Regions from separate parts of the Mus musculus genome. Here all the other regions are linked to region 1. A link is a contact called in public HiChIP or PLAC-seq data. All regions are on one chromosome and are shown on one strand. Each heading gives the region's core, a stretch centred on a gene start, on an enhancer-like site or on the middle of the called end of the contact. The rest is flanking DNA. Distances are from core to core; before and after follow the strand shown.

Evidence for each region. HiChIP or PLAC-seq counts read pairs in DNA pulled down with a chosen protein or histone mark.
Region 2: an H3K27ac HiChIP or PLAC-seq map of microglia shows a contact between it and region 1, with 31 times the contacts expected there. The contact joins the promoter of Cmss1 here to the enhancer-like site in region 1. A contact is called at or near these places in 12 of 39 promoter capture datasets (the C10 cell line, the HPC-7 cell line, cranial neural crest and 8 more), 1 of 15 datasets of contacts at CTCF or cohesin (the NIH/3T3 cell line), 5 of 484 Hi-C or Micro-C datasets (B cells, the G1E-ER4 cell line, LSK cells and 2 more), 24 of 115 datasets of contacts at active chromatin or transcription factors (the 230-238 cell line, the NIH/3T3 cell line, the SCID.adh cell line and 17 more) and 3 of 9 other capture datasets (adipose tissue, liver and pancreatic islet).
Region 3: an H3K4me3 HiChIP or PLAC-seq map of the 230-238 cell line shows a contact between it and region 1, with 14 read pairs. The contact joins two enhancer-like sites. A contact is called at or near these places in 1 of 15 datasets of contacts at CTCF or cohesin (the NIH/3T3 cell line), 1 of 484 Hi-C or Micro-C datasets (bone marrow-derived macrophages), 12 of 115 datasets of contacts at active chromatin or transcription factors (the 230-238 cell line, bone marrow-derived macrophages, effector CD8 T cells and 7 more) and 1 of 9 other capture datasets (adipose tissue).

The regions. Positions count from the first base shown.
Region 1 is chr16:57,214,211-57,219,317 of GRCm38.p6, reverse strand. Tbc1d23 (TBC1 domain family, member 23) reads left to right here. Exons shown (of 19, transcript NM_001358433.1): 2 at 898-1,009; 3 at 5,049-5,107. Among named protein-coding and RNA genes, the nearest start is that of Tbc1d23, 15 kb to the left of the region's middle. Within about 2 kb of position 3,152, at least 84 of the 459 cell types and tissues checked have an H3K27ac peak or open chromatin away from gene starts, as enhancers often do. A contact at or near this core is called in the 230-238 cell line, B cells, the HPC-7 cell line and 6 more, where this site is marked.
Region 2 is chr16:57,604,213-57,609,319 of GRCm38.p6, reverse strand. Cmss1 (cms small ribosomal subunit 1) reads left to right here and starts at 2,453. Exons shown (of 10, transcript NM_025599.3): 1 at 2,453-2,654. The coding sequence starts at 2,594.
Region 3 is chr16:57,553,507-57,558,613 of GRCm38.p6, reverse strand. All of the region lies in intron 1 of Cmss1 (cms small ribosomal subunit 1), which reads left to right. The region is part of intron 4 of Filip1l (filamin A interacting protein 1-like); the gene reads right to left. Among named protein-coding and RNA genes, the nearest start is that of Cmss1, 51 kb to the left of the region's middle. Within about 2 kb of position 2,748, at least 37 of the 459 cell types and tissues checked have an H3K27ac peak or open chromatin away from gene starts, as enhancers often do. A contact at or near this core is called in the 230-238 cell line, where this site is marked.

The DNA.
Region 1 (5,107 bases), core at 1,903-4,402:
TAACATTTATATAATTATGTATTAAATAATCTCGAACTGCTGGGCTTTGAATTCTTGCTTGAATTTTAGTGTTTCTCATTTTTTCTGCTGATTAGTATAATATTATGGGCATAACTTTGGGATCTAGATTGCTAAAATCTGGCTCCTGGGCTTGCTATCAACTATAGCCATGTGACGATGACACATTAAACGCAAGGATACGGAATTTTAATACCATAGGATGGTTGTTTCCTGTGTCTCATAACTTTCCATGACCCATCTTTGCCTTGTCTTGCGTCCTAACTGCAGCCAGTGATGTGTGTGGCTGTCGAGGATTAAGAAGAGCACATGCAGACTGGGATGGTGATGCTCTGTAATCCCAGCTCCTGGGAGATGCAGGGAGAGCGAACCGGAGTTTAAGGTTGAGGCCAGCCTCGGGTGTATGGGGTTCTGCTTTTAAACAAACAAACAAACAAACAAACAAACAAACGATAAATGAACATCTGTAAAATCTTTAGACCAGACCCTCACACATGGTGAGTGCTGCACCAAGCCATCCCTACCGCCATGAACAAGTTACTGTGATTTGTCTCCGTGGATTCACAGTGCTATCAACATGCCTGGGCCATCTCCTGTTGAACACTTCTGATCGATAATTTCTGATAAATAATTTATGCCAAGGCAGAATTGTGTCCCTGAAGCAGAACGTATGGAGGCTGCAAGTGCCTTGCATCGTTGCATTCTGACTGCCGAGAACCTTGTCTTCTGAGATGTACCCTTTACCTGACCACGCTTACGTACAGGGGGAAAACGAGTCGAGTAATTTTAATGATTTTTTTCTTTTTCTTTTTCTCTTCTATTCTCTTCTTTTTTCTTTCTTTCTTTCTTTTTCTTTTCTTTTCTTTTTTTTTTTTTTAGGGAAAAAGATCTTGAAGAAGCCCTTGAAGCAGGAGGTTGTGATCTTGAAACTTTGAGAAATATAATTCAAGGGAGGCCACTGCCTGCTGAGCTGAGGGCCAAGGTTTGGAAGGTAACTAGAAGCTCATAAGGAAAGTGGAGTCACTTTGAAGAAGTTTTAATAATTGGTTTTCAGCTCTCTGAAAAGACTGTTTATAAATATGTTGCATTAAGAAAATTGACTTGAAGCCGGGCGTGGTGGCGCACGCCTTTAATCCCAGCACTGGGGAGGCAGAGGCAGGTGGATTTCTGAGTTCGAGGACAGCCAGGGCTACACAGAGAAATCCTGTCTTGAAAAACAAAACAAAACAAAACAAAACAAAACAAAACAAAACAAAACAAAACAAAACAAAACCAAACCAAACCAAAAAAAAAAAAAGAGAAAATTGACTTGAGTAACTTTAACTAACAGTGCATTTCTGAGCCAGGTGTAGTTGCACATGCCTTTAATACCTGTCTGCAATGGGAGGCACAAACAGGCAGGTCTCTCTGTGTTCGAGGCCATGTTGGTCTATACGGTCAATTATAGGCCAGCCAGGAAGACATAATGAGACTGTCTCAAAATAAATGTCTCTGCCGTGTTTTCTATACTTAATAATAATGTTTACAGTGGTAATATTTTATAGCCACTAGAAATGGCTGTGATCCTTATGAATATTGTTTAGCAAACGGTAGCAAGTGAGGAAACAAAAGCAGAAGTCAAAATAGCATACACGCAGACTCACATGGAATCACCTTAGACATGCTAAAGGAAATCTGCCTGTGGGGGCTGCTTACAGCTTTTCTTTGTTTTGCTTCCCAGCTGTTCTCTTATGTTTGTGGGGGTTTGGGTTTTGGTTTTTATTTTGTTTTTTGAGACAGCATCTTGCCAAGCCTTCGAGCCTCATTCCTCAACCTCTGTCCCGTGGTGCTGAGATGACAGGTGGGCACACCTCACATATGTGACTTATTTTTTTCACAAATGCTCAGCCGCTATGCTGTCACACTGAGCCTGCTTAAGAGTGGGCTCAGCAGCCAGCCAGAAATGGGGAATTGGAGCCCTACTCTCTCCACTGAACTATTTCTTAGGGAAAGTTGAGTAATGGGGGAGTTAGTGCCAGTTACGTGCCCACTGGTGACCCCCCACCAAGCCTCCACTGAGCAGTTCACACAGATGGCCCAGAGTGAACCAAACGGACCCTCCAACAAACCAAAAGTCATGAATCGGGGAAAGGGAAGGTAGGGAAGATGAAGGGTGATAGGCGTGGGAGACTGAAAAAAAGAAGAAAGAAAATTTTGAATTAAAAATGTTACATATTTGTAGCCGGGTGGTGGTAGTGCACACCTGCGTTTGGGGCCAGCTTTTTGTACAGAGCAAGTTCCAGGACAGTCAGGGCTACACAGAGAGACCCTGTCTCAGAAAAAGAAAAAAGTTACATATTTGTGCAAATTATAAGCACAAAAGGATGGAATAAAAATCGTGTTACTCCCAACAGGTAAAGCATGTAAGAATGTGGAGAGGTTTGCTCTGTCCTTTCCTTTTTTTCTCCTGTGCATATATACTTAACAGGAATGTAATTATTACTGCACATAGCATTCTAAATGCTTTATTTCAGGAATTTAAACATGTACAATAGTATGTGGCACACATGAAATTATTCTTAGTGTTTACATTTCAGAGATGGACATTCAACATTGCTACCACGATGGATAAGTGACTGCGATTTGTTTTCACAGTGCGATCTTGCTTGTGCCATCTTCTCTTTAATAGTTCCTCTAATCTGATAATGCCTGTGAAGGCAGAATGTCTGTCTCCTGAAGCAGAGTTTACAGATGCTGTGTGGAGGCTTATGGAATGAACTGTCATGTATCTGTAACCCAGCTTTATTTAACTTTACCAGCATCTGACTAGTCTTGTAGATTGACTAGTCTTGTTTGACCAGTATGCTCATCTGATCCTCCTAATTCCTTCATGATGAATCCTTTTAAAGCAAATCCTTAGTAGCATACTAACATTCATGAATAAGAAATTCCCGATAGTTTCAAGGTAACTCTAAGACACACCAGAACAGCAGTCCTTACCTCTTGTCAGTGCATGTTAATTATGCACTACAGTGCTTTCATTGTGATAGTTTCACAATCCATATTATACATTTTGATCATGTTCACCTCCACTAGCCTCTCTTGTCACTTCCTGTTTCTGCTAATCCTGTTCCTCTTTACAGATGGTCTACTTCTACTTTCATGTCTTTTTTTCCTTTTGGTGGGGGATGACACAGTATTTCCTTAGAGTTACTTACTGGAGTATGAAGTCTTATCCAGTGACTCTCCCCACTAACCAATAGCTAAAAACAGTAATTCTGTAGTATTGAAATAATGTCTTCAGTTGTCTTATAAATGTATTTTGATAGGTAACTCAAATTCAGATGCTGGAAGGACCACTTGTTGCACTAGGTTGAGTTGTCCCTTGCATCTGTTAATTGTACACCTTTAATCCCAGCACTCAGGAGGCAGAGGCAGGTGAATCTCTGAGCTCGAGGCCAGCCTGGTCTACATAGCGAGTTCTAAGGCAGCCAGGGCTACACAGAGAAACCCTGTCTCAAAACCAAACCAAACTAAAACAGAAACACAGTAATACTCTAGGTTGGGTGGCACAGTCACATCCACTGGCCACAGTGGAAGTCATGAAGCCAGCACAGTGGCTTGACACAGTTCCAGAAAAGCTGAGCCAAATGCTGTGATGGCTGTCATCCCTCTCTCACTTTTAGGTTTCAGTCTCTGTATGTTGCATTCTTAGAGACTTTCTGCATTATGATCCATTTTCTATTTTCTTTTCTGAAAAAAATTCTGTCTGAGTCTTTTTAGGAAACTCCTAAATTTAGTATTCCTTCTTCCTTCCCTTCGAAGTCTTCTTCCTTATGCTCTGGAGATAGATCATAAGCACAGAGCCACCCAAAGCTGGGAATTTCTAAATGAGGCCATGACTTGGGTTATCTGCCCTTAAGCAAACTCAAATGTATAATTGGAACAGGATAAACTCAGAAGTAGTTGAAAAACTTGACTGGCCAGGTAACAGATTCAAGGTCTCTTTTTCTGATACATTTAGAACTCTTTACAAATGTTGTTTAAAGATAAGGGATCATACAGGGTACACCTCTAGAGCAATAGAACTCAGGAAATAAGGTCGATTGATTAAAATAACCTTCTCCTACTTAGTAGCTTGGATGATCAAAGGATAGAAATGCAAGTTAGGTATTAGGATTTGCTATAGATAAAAAATTAGTTTAAATATTTTTCTATTTGTCTGGAGTGCCTTAAAACTTCAAATACTGCCAGTCTAAAAGCAGGCTGTCATATAATGGATATGTTTGCTTTGGCAGAGACATTCTTTAGATTCTTTGAATTGGAGTTATAGGGCTAATAATAAAATTAAAATCTGTTGTATTTGTGTTTTTTAATTGTGGCTGCACGTGTAATCCACAAGTAATGAAAAATGGAACACATGTCCTGAGTCACAATGATATAATGTGTGCTGCTTGGGTAACCATTACTCTGTCTTGGTTCTGGGAAACGGAGTAAGTAAAGGAGTAACCCGATTGCTAGTCAGAGCTGCAAGATTCCTCCAAGCACTGCTTCCGACTCCACACAGTAAGCTCTGTGATAGCCAGGGCTACCCAGAGAGACACTGTCTGAAACAACAAACAAACGAACAAACAAACAAACGAATGAGTAAGTAAGGGAATACATAAAATAGCTTTTACACGTACTTGAAAAAATTTACAAAATAACATTTTCTCAGTTCATTAAATATTCTTTATGTTTTTAAAATTGTACATGGTATAGGTATATTTTTATTTGACAGTATCATATGTTTAGTTTTTACATTTCAGAAAAGTTGGCTTTAAATAAAGCCATGTTTGTAAGTACACAAATATTTTGTAATTAATTCTCCCCACTGAATCAACATGAAATAGGAAAGTCTGATAAAGGAGCCTTTTGTTACATGGTGGTGGGGACACTTGATGATGTGTGGATACTTAGCTTGTAGTCTTTTGTTATTATTCCTAAAGTCTTGCCTTCCTTAACAGCATATTTTTAATATTTCTAATATTTTAATACTTTTTTTCTTCCAGATTGCTCTGAACGTTGCAGGGAAAGGTGATAGTTTGGCATCATGGGATGGTATTTTAGA
Region 2 (5,107 bases), core at 1,204-3,703, 390 kb before region 1:
CTCAATCAAGGTTTCCACCTATCAGAGGACTATAACTTGAGTCAAGTTTATAGTAAAACTAACCAGCACAGTATGCTAACCTCTATCACAACACTTTTATCTTCACAGCAGTAGGTACCAATCTTTTCACATCGTGGCATCCACAGGAATTCTTGGCATTTGTACAGAAGCAAGTACACAAGTAAGAGAAGGGTATTCCAACCTGAGGCAACAGGACAAGAGGCTCTGCTGGTTCCAAAGATGGAGAATCGCTATCTTACCCATGCTCAAATCGGTTCTGTTCTGAACAGTAACGTCAACACAACTTACCCTAAACAATCATACTATCATACCCTTCAACTATAATAGTACTGTTCAGACTTCTTTGTATGGCACTTTAGATTTAGGAACAGAACTGGGAGAGCTCTGAGGGGTCATCTAATTTATTTACTTTGTGTTATAGACCCCCCCCCCCGCAAGCCCAGTAAGGTTAAAAGCTTACCTGAAACTTTTTCACTAAGGAACAGATTTTTTAAAATTACACTCATACTGCCGACTGATAAACATTGACAAGCTAAAGTTTAAGTGACTTGTCTTCTATGAAGGTTGTCCAGTTCAAACTCCTGAGAAATGACCCATTCATACCCAAACTCTAACAGTACTTATTCATATGCTATACAGGAAAAGGGGCTCAGGCAAAGCTCCAGTAGTTGTTTCAGCCTTAGCTTCCCTGTGTTCATGAGGTGATCAGGTACTGTTGGAGTCTGTCAAAAGACCCTCACTCACAAAGACTACAGAGACCTCCATTGCTGAAAACCGCAAGAGGTTTTTTATTATTCCAACATGTTGGGGACCCTCCTCAGCACCCAGGCAAGAGGAGAGACCCAGAATAAACAAAAAACATACTTTTTATGCCTTGTAAGGGGCAGATTTAGGTAACAGGGCTATCTGGCTTATTCTCATTGGTGTAGCAAGTAACCCTTTCACGCATTAGTTGGTTTGTATAGGGTGACTATGTAACCCTTTGGCCTAGTGACTCACTTTGCCTGCCCTTATGGTGGGTTATTATCAGCAAAGCAGCACTACATTTTGATCTTATAGGTCAGCTATTAACATCACAGCTCTTAATGTCACAGGGAATTTTAGAAAGGTCAGGGTGGTTTGTAGTCTTTCTCAGAATTCAGTGTGGGGCAGGGTAGGGGGATTTCTCTGGAAATTGCTATCTTGTTATGGTTATTTTTCTAAGAACAGCTCATTTTGTTTTGGCAGCTGTAGACTCAGTCATTTTGACTGCTATGTTTCTGAAAGTCCCTTCAGAGGGGAAGAGGCTGGGTGGTCTTGAACTTATTTTGGATTCTACAGTACCAGATATGGGTGTTGGAGTTGGAGGTGGGGTTAGGGTAGGCTAACTTATAAACCCAGATATCTATTTACTGGTAACAAAACAGTTAAAGGGAAGATACAATTTATATTGTTTATTCAATAGAGCTTGTATTTTTTTCTATAAAGGGTGAATTAGCAAATACACGAAGTATGAATGTATAGACGCACCATATTAAAGCCACTCTTTCTTTCTGGTTAGTTTATGTTGTCCAAAGCGTTCTACTATAAAAGTAACTTATGAGCACCGGTACAAACAACTCAATCGCTGCATTTGGCCTGTGGCCTTCCTGACCTCTTAATACCTGTTGTCAGGCAGATGGCTAATGGAGATGACAGAAACAAATGTACTGTTGAATAAAACAATTCTCCTCCTCCTCCACAGGATGTCTCTGCAGAGTCTTGGGTGTCCTGGAACTCCCCTGTAGACCAGGCTGGCCTTCAACTCAAGGAATCTGCTTGCCTCTGCTTCCCAGATTGCTGGGATTAAAGGCGTGCGCCACCACACCAGGCCCCAAGTTCTATTCATGTTCCAAGGGCCATGGTACTGAATGGGACAGATCACAATCCAAGTCCTCTAAAGAGAATATCAAAACCTGATTAAGTATTTTAAATAGAGAAGTGGTATGTTTCAGGTCTTCAGGATATTCGTCCCTCTTAAGTTGTAGAAAAAGAGCAGCAACGTTCACATGTACAACCAAGTTCCGACATTCATCGTCAGCAACTCTCAGGTGCGTTTCTAAGGACAAACTGCACAGGCGCTGGAACGCCAGAACCCTGACAACCAAGTGAAAACACATCCACGTGCTCGGGTCTCCTCCCGCGGTGCAAGCTCTTTGAAATCCAACAGAGAAAAATCGTCTTAGCATCCGTTCTTGCACTTTCGACATCGGCTTTTCGGCCATAAACCAAAACAAAATACTTAAATATTAAAAAAAAATAACCCAAACCGATGGTAACTCTTTTCTTGTATTTCTAGGCTCAACAGAGCATTTATTTGGAGTTTCTAGGCCGATCTTGAACGTCTGAGCCTGTGTGGAAACGGCGACACCCCTGGCTGCCGCAGCTGGGGGGGCGTGGCGTCTGTGACGTCATCTCCAGTGGCGCGGGCGACGGAGTTCCTTGGTTTTTCCGCGTGTAGCGTTGCTAACGCCGCCAGTGAAGCTGAGCCCAGGAGCGCGAGCGGCCGCCTTGCTTTCATCTGGTTGTCAGTTCGCGTCCGGGTCTCACGGGGATGGCAGACGATCTGGGAGACGAGTGGTGGGAGAACCAGCCGGCAGCCGCCAGCAGCCCAGGTAAGCTCTCGCCCGCCTCCCTCGTTCCTCCTGCCCTGGTCCTCGCCTCAGCTGCCTTACCCGCGTGTGGCAGTCGTGGCGGTCTGCCCGGAGGTGGAGCGCGGAGCCGTGGGAACATGGGACGGCGCGGGAACTGGGGAGGGACAACACCGTGTCACACGTGGAACGAGAGGGACCCCGTCGCCGCCTGCCAGTCTGAGAGGGCTACTTCCTGCGCTCTGGTTTTCTAGACTTTTTACTATTTTCTTGAGACTAGATAGACCGTTTCTGTACAGTTTGTCATAGTGGTTACCAGTAATCCCTGAACTAGGTTCAGATTGGGAATTCAAATCACAGACTCTGATACTCCGACACATTCTCCTTTTTCCTCACGTGTGAAAGGAGTAATTCTCTCCAAAAAATTGTGAAGATGTAGTGAAGGTAATTTAAAGTTGTATAGCACAACACAATTTTTGGCGTGTAGTATATGTACAAAATATTAAAGTAGCGTGTTCTTTATCATGTGTAGTTCGAGCCAGCAAGGGGCTTAACTCTTCTGCTTTACAGCAAATTCTTTTCTTTTCTTTTCTTTTCTTTTCTTTTCTTTTCTTTTCTTTTCTTTCTTTCTTTTTTTTTTTTTTTTAGACAGGGTTTCTCTGTGTAGCCCTGGCTGTCCTGGAACTCATTCTGTAGACCAGGCTGGCCTCGAACTCAGAAATCCGCCTGCTTCTGTCTCCCAAGTGCCGAGATTAAAGGTGTGAACCACCACTGCTCGGCTCCAACAGTTTCTATTATGGTGTACTATGTGTACCCATTCTGTGTGCAGTAGGCATTTTATTTTCAAGTAAAGTAGCATTAAGTAACCCCCCCACTCCAGTGGCCTTGAACATTTCATGCCCCATAAGACTTAACCATGCGATAGCTACTTCTATTGTTACTGTCTCAAGTCACCCTCCAAGGATCCAAGGTCCACCTGTCTCTAGTTTTAGATGGTAGGGTCAATGTCATATTTCCATTTATTTTGATCTCAGTACCATCTCACATGATAGCAAACAGAGTTAACACGTTTAGACCATTTCTCAGTGTGAAACTGAAAGTTACAGCATGGGTTTTGTGATTTAAGGGGAACAGAAGAGTAGAGTGTCAGTCCAGTGGCGAGTGGCAGTCTGGATCCCAGGGTTGAGACTAGACTAGGGATGACAGAAGTAGGAAGCTAAAAGTCAGGTAATCTGTAACTCTCAGTCTCCCCATCGTTTGAGGAGTGTTTCTCAAATGACTCAGTAGCTTCTTCTGAGTCTTAGATGCCCCCTCTCACCATACATGTAACAAGAAAACCGGAGTGTTCAGAAATGCCAGGAGACAGTGGATATGACAGTAATGCCAGTTTTCATTTGTTGAGCTCTTAGTATGATCTAAATTCTGAAACTCTTAATTCTCCTGCCTCAGCCTACCTATTGCTGTCATGCATTGTTTTTGCTGCTTTATGAGCACTAGATTATTCATCTTTGTAAGTGTACAGAGAAGTAGTTATCTTTATCCCTGTTGTATACGGGAGGAAACAGAAGCACTGAGATCTCAGAGATTAGCTTGGGCTTCTCCTGTTGAGTGAGGTAGCTCTCCTTCACAGTCGGATGATCTGAAGTCAGTCTGTCTTGCGCTTGCATTTTTCCTGATAACTACTGTGACCAAAGAGAAGAATCCCATCTCTAAGCAAACCCATTATTGATTTTAAAAGGTATACGATGCGTGCACATTATTATCAAACTGTGTCAGTTGACTCTCAGTCTGATTTTGTTCAGAACTAAATAAGCAGTTTTAACCGTACACTTTATCTTTTTGTCAGTGATTGAGATGTAATCCTAATATGTGATTTATTTTGGAATTCAAACATCTGGATGGCTTCTAAAGTATTCAGTGGTTAATAGGAATAGTGTTGTAAACCTGCCTTTCTCCACACTTCCATGTGTCAGTCCCCACAACCCATCAGTCTCACACAGGCTTGGAAGGATGTGGCTATGTTTCTTTGTTTCCTTTATTTCCTGTTGTGTCTCCCTCCACAAGGTTTCCTGAGTCTTTCTTTGCATTTTGCTCTGTGGACCTATATGTTGTTCTAACTTGTATGAACCACTGTAGTAAGCTCAAAATAGAGGCCTCAGCATCAATATTTGCCCCTCAGCTACCAGAGAATTCAGTCCCCACCGGCTTACCCTGGCTCAGCAGCGCTGCTCCTCACTTGCTCTGGTGCTCAACAGGCTCCATTCCTTTTGTCTCAGGCTCTTGTAGTTCCTTGCTGTCCTTCTGATGTAGTAACTAGCTGTTAACATAGGAACTCAGTTCAGACCTCTGTTAAACACAAGAGAGGAAATGAAAGGTCTTCCACATTTATTAGGGGTATTTTTCATGAAACTCATGGATACCTAGCAGGAAATGTACGCACGGTTTGCAGAATCATCACCTCCCTGAGAAGCTGCTCC
Region 3 (5,107 bases), core at 1,499-3,998, 340 kb before region 1:
TCCCTCTTTCTCTCCCTTTCTTCCTGTTACCCTCTTCCTCAATTTTCTCTTTCTTTGACTTACTTAATCAATTTCTTGGCATTAAGACATCCAAGCAAGGACCGGTCATGAGCCAGAGTGGATGAGTTCACTGGTTTTCACCTCCTCGTGAGGAGCCTGGCTTTCCACACAGAGGCAGCGGCTAGCATGGTATGCTTGGGAAACCAAACATTTCCAAACTTGTTTGAGGGAAATTCAAACTTCAGAAATTTTAAAACCACAACAACAGAGGCTTATGGTTTACTGTGACTACTGAAATCATACAGTTTGCCATGGAAACTGGGTAGATAAAAATACCCAGAGTGTAAAATGAGAAACATTTCAATTCTTAGACAGGACTTGGGGTTTTGGTTTGGTTTCATTCTTCATTTTAACTGTAATAAATTAGGGAAATGGGAACATTTAATAGTATTTAGAGGGTAGAGTAGTTGAAGAATGGGTTGTTACTCTGTAGCCTGTTTTCTTGTTAAAAGGACTACAGTGGCCATTCTCTGTCTGCTATCACCAACTTTTCTTAGTTCTTGATAACCTAAGCATTGCTTTATGACTTTGGAAAGCTGTAGTTTGAGGCCATATGTAAAACCAAATTACAGGCAGGCAGGAAACGTTTTTGTTTCTGCTTTTTCTTTTCTAAAATATATTGGAACACAGGTAACTATTGTCTTATGGATTTGTTTTTCACACCCTTTACACTCATTGTACTAATTAAAATTATGTTGGTTATCAGAGCCTTAATTTCCCCTGGACCAATACTTCAGAGCAGTTTGGGTTACATTTTTATTTTCTAACATCTCTGAGCCTTCAGAAAACCCATGGGTATAAGCATTGCGTTACATCTGATGTCTAAGCTCAGGCTCATGACATGAATCTTGCTATACTCTAGGCACTTCCATCAAGATGTCAGTATTCAGCAACAGTTTTCCAACACACATGACCACAACTCGGCGATACCTGACGTGTCTTGGGACTCTGTGTGCTAGTAAAATGTTAGTCACTGTAGTTATGTTTCTCTCTGTAAGGCATGGTCTATGTATGGCATAATTAAAGAGAAACCTCCAAGTGTATTTTACATTTGCTATATGAATACCCATCCATAAAACTATAGTTTACATTTATTGTGAATTTTAAGAGCAGGCAAACTATTCATGTTTTCATTAGTTAAAAAGCTACTAGGTGTGGGGGAAGCAAAACTAAACTTTGTAAACAGTTGAAAACCAATTTTAACAAGTCCCATTTCAATAGGCAGGGAATGTGGACCAGAATGCTCTCAAAACAAACTGTTGGCCCTTCTTTCACCTGCCGCCCACCTCACAGATGCAGGAAGAAGGCAGTAGTTTTGTGACTAAGATCTGGAAAGCCTTGAACAATCCTCAGACCTCCTTTCCATAAAACAAAAGCCTCCAGCAACCTTTTGAGTTTTTCTTCCTTTCCTGTTTAATGTTGTTTACAAGTTAATATATCAAGAGATCACATGGCTTAGCAAGCCTTAGTGGGTTGTAACTATATTGAGAACCTTATTTGGAATTTCATGACATTCAGATTTTTGCTCCTTTCTATAGGAAGCATTTGTTGTGGTAAAAGTTACAGCTGTAGTTAAAAGCAAAGAAGTAAACCTTAGTGTTCTAACACTTAAAATGTCATGCTAAATTGAAAATACTTGAAACTTCATTTGTGTGCCTCTGACGCTGAGGCTCGGTGAAATTTCAAGATTAAACAGGTTCCAGGATAGTTTTTAAGCCTTTTGTGTTACTTGCTCTCTTCTATACATTAATAGCTCAGTAACTTGGGTCTTACTTCAAGCGATGAGGCACCTTTGACACCTTTAGGAGAGCAGTGGATTTTTCATGGGTTTTCATTGCCTTCCAGCAGGGGAATTGGGACCAAGGATAACTTCTCTCTCAGTGGCTGAGATTAGGTCAGAAACAGATTTTCTCTGGTTGATTGCTGGGTGTCAGAGAACCTGACCCTCCTCTTGGCTGCATCCTACAAAGCATTTCCTGGGTCCTGAGGCAACCCCTCTATCTCAGTCCGGTAGAAGATAATAGTAAGCCTAGTCAAGTAAGAAGCCTTGTAGAAAGACAGGCACAACTTAGTCATAGGCAGCATTTACTGAACATCTGCTCTAGGGATGGAACTATGCCAACTGCTTCCGCAGCACACATGATCCCTTCACCTTAGACACTGAAATCTTTAAGTTGTCTTCCTTTCCATGGAAGTCCAGGTTGCTGTGAGGGCTAAGTAGTGGGTTCAATAATCACTGTGTGTGTCTTGACCCTATTTTAAACTTTTGTTTTAAATTTTACTTTAGGCTCTTTGCCTAGTAGACTTTTATGAAATAAACCCAACCTCTCTACAGTGTTCAGAAGCCCAGTGACATTTCCCTTTTTGTGAGCAGTGCTTTGAGTTGTCTAGCTCTGGCCTACCTCCATTCTACAGTCTTCACAGCCCTTAGTTCTATGACATCTATTCAATATTGTCTTGTACTGCTTTTTAATTTGTTTTATATTGTTTGCTCTTAAAGGATTGATATACTTCTATACCCTTCACTAGGTTTGGACTCTATATACCCAAGAAAAAACATTTTCTTGGACTATAATAACCCTCCTTGAATGAGTGGGCTAAAACTCGGAGAACACAGGAAACAGTGCTCTCATGCGTGTCACTTCTTTGCTGTGAGGAGAGGAACCCTGGGAGGCAAAGGCAGATGAGGTCAGGTAGGACTTGGCCAGGAAGCCTGACCTTTGTCTTAGATTCCTTGTATCTATGCTCTACCTAACGTGCTCAGTGAGACTGTAAGGAGACTCCTGCAGAGTATAATGTGGAAAGAGGTGACTGGAACCACAAATCCCTTGACAAAGTTGTGGCCTTTATTTGATAGTTCCCCATACTGTTGTATAAACATGCGTGTATGTTTATATATACAAGTTTTATATCTTATAAATGTTTTTTATTTTTATATAATGCCTCCTACCTATACCATTTCATACATGATGGATAGAATGTTTATGTTAACACTGAATGAAGAGATGCTATTTTTAAATGGTAATTTTCCCTGTAGCCAAAGTGGATTCATTTCCCACAAATTCCAGAGTGATTCACCTCTTTTGTTGTTCCCAATTAGCAGACTCACAAGCTAAGGCTAGGCTAAGCGACTTAGACAGCATCTCTGCATTCCTTTGGGTTCAGAAAAAAAACAAAAAAACAAAACAAAACAAACAAAAAAAAAAAACAGGACATTTCCCATGTGCTCCTTAGCCTAGCTGTTCCTTTCTTCAAGTTTAACAGTTGCAGACAGTCAGTCCAAATGCAATGAATATTGTACATTCCTCTTATGATCTGCTCAAGAGACTGTTTTTGTTTTGATTTGCATTTTTAAAAATGTCAGAGAGGGAAAAAAAATCACCTTTAAACTTTTGTTCCCAGACTAGTGGGCTATGAGACCGCATAAATCAGGCTGTTCCGCTTTTGTAGGAGCAGCCTATCTCAAAAGACGTCCCTTCTCCCTGAGGCTGCTCCATTGGTGATTTGGAGCTCTTGCAGGGCTAATGTCCGTATGTTAGGCCGAACTGCATTAATCTGTTTGTATTGACAGATCAATTTTTAAATAAATTCTCTACTTGATCAGAATTCCTAAAAGGACTATTGCCCACGATTCAGTCTTTGCCCAAATACTGAGATACTTGGGGATACTTGGGGAATGACATTATTTCCTTTATGAGGTTTGGGGAAACAAGGGTACAAGAGGCTGGCCCAGTGAATGAATGGCAGAGCCTATTATTCCTAAAACTCTTTAGTTTCTCCAATGAGACAATACTATCTGTCTGTAACCAGTAGCATCACTAACAAGCAAGCTCAGCAATTAACTATATTCTGTTATTTAATTTGGGGGTGGGAAGGAGGCAGCTGAGCTAAGAGTCTGTCTAGGTTGGCTGAACCGGTTCTTTAACCAAGGATGGCTGTGAATTCTTGACTTTCCTTCCTCTACCTCTCCAGTACTGGGATCAAAAGCATGCACCCAGTCACATCAGGCTCTGGTTTTGGGGGGCTCTGGGTGTGTGTGTGTGTGTGTGTGTGTGTGTATGTGTGTGTGTGTGTCTTTAATTCCTGTGTTGTTTAATTTTTATAAAGAGCTAATCTCTGTAATCTACAGTTTTTCACTTAACTCATTGAGAGGCAGAGATGGGACCAAGGACAACTGGAGCCACAGGCACTGTTGAGCCTGTTCTTCATCATCAGTTCAAAAGTTAGGCTAAGAGGTTAAGGCTAGTGCCAAGAGGTTAGTGACAAGGTGTGGTGTGTGGTGACCTTGCTTTCTGTCCCACCAGCCCATCTTATTCTTAGCAAGGTTTGCTTGCCGTTTCTGAAACAAGATATAAGAAAGACCTACACTGGATTCATAGTAGGCAGTGAAGTTGCCTAACTGTGGAATTAGGAAAAAATACCTCTCATGGAAATTTAGATATAGGAAGTACACACAGAAAGTCTGGAATCAAAGTCCACAGGAAAACAGTCTGCTCCTTCCCAGTTACATGGAGTGTTAGTTATTTGACCACATGCTTGTACCTTCCAAGCCCACAGCCAAGGCACAGAGATCAGAGATTCAGAGGAATCCTTCTTCATTAGGGAGAAACCACTATACTATGCTGTGTTCTTTCATGCCCTACGGCAATTCACCTGGTGCTCTTTCACCACTTTCAATCTCATTATTTGGGGGAAGGAGTTAAAGGCAATAGAGAGATGGGCCAAGAGCTAGGAAGCTGTTGACTGTAGTCTGTGTATACAATATATCTGGAAGTTTAAAGCAGTTTCATGCCCTGACTCCATTGACTCTGGTTTGTTTTCCGGCCTTTTTATTCCTAAGTCAATTCTGTACTTAATTCAGATAGTGGCAGAGATGTGTTTGGGACTTGTGATCAAAATGTAGAAGGGCCCCTCCTCAGCCATCATTGGCAGAGTATACCTTCTTCCAAAGTCAAGAGCTTCTGGGTTGGAGGATCATTTATTCATACTTGTATACAATATCCTTCTTGTCCTAGTGACACACCTAGTAACAATAGCTAGCTGCTTC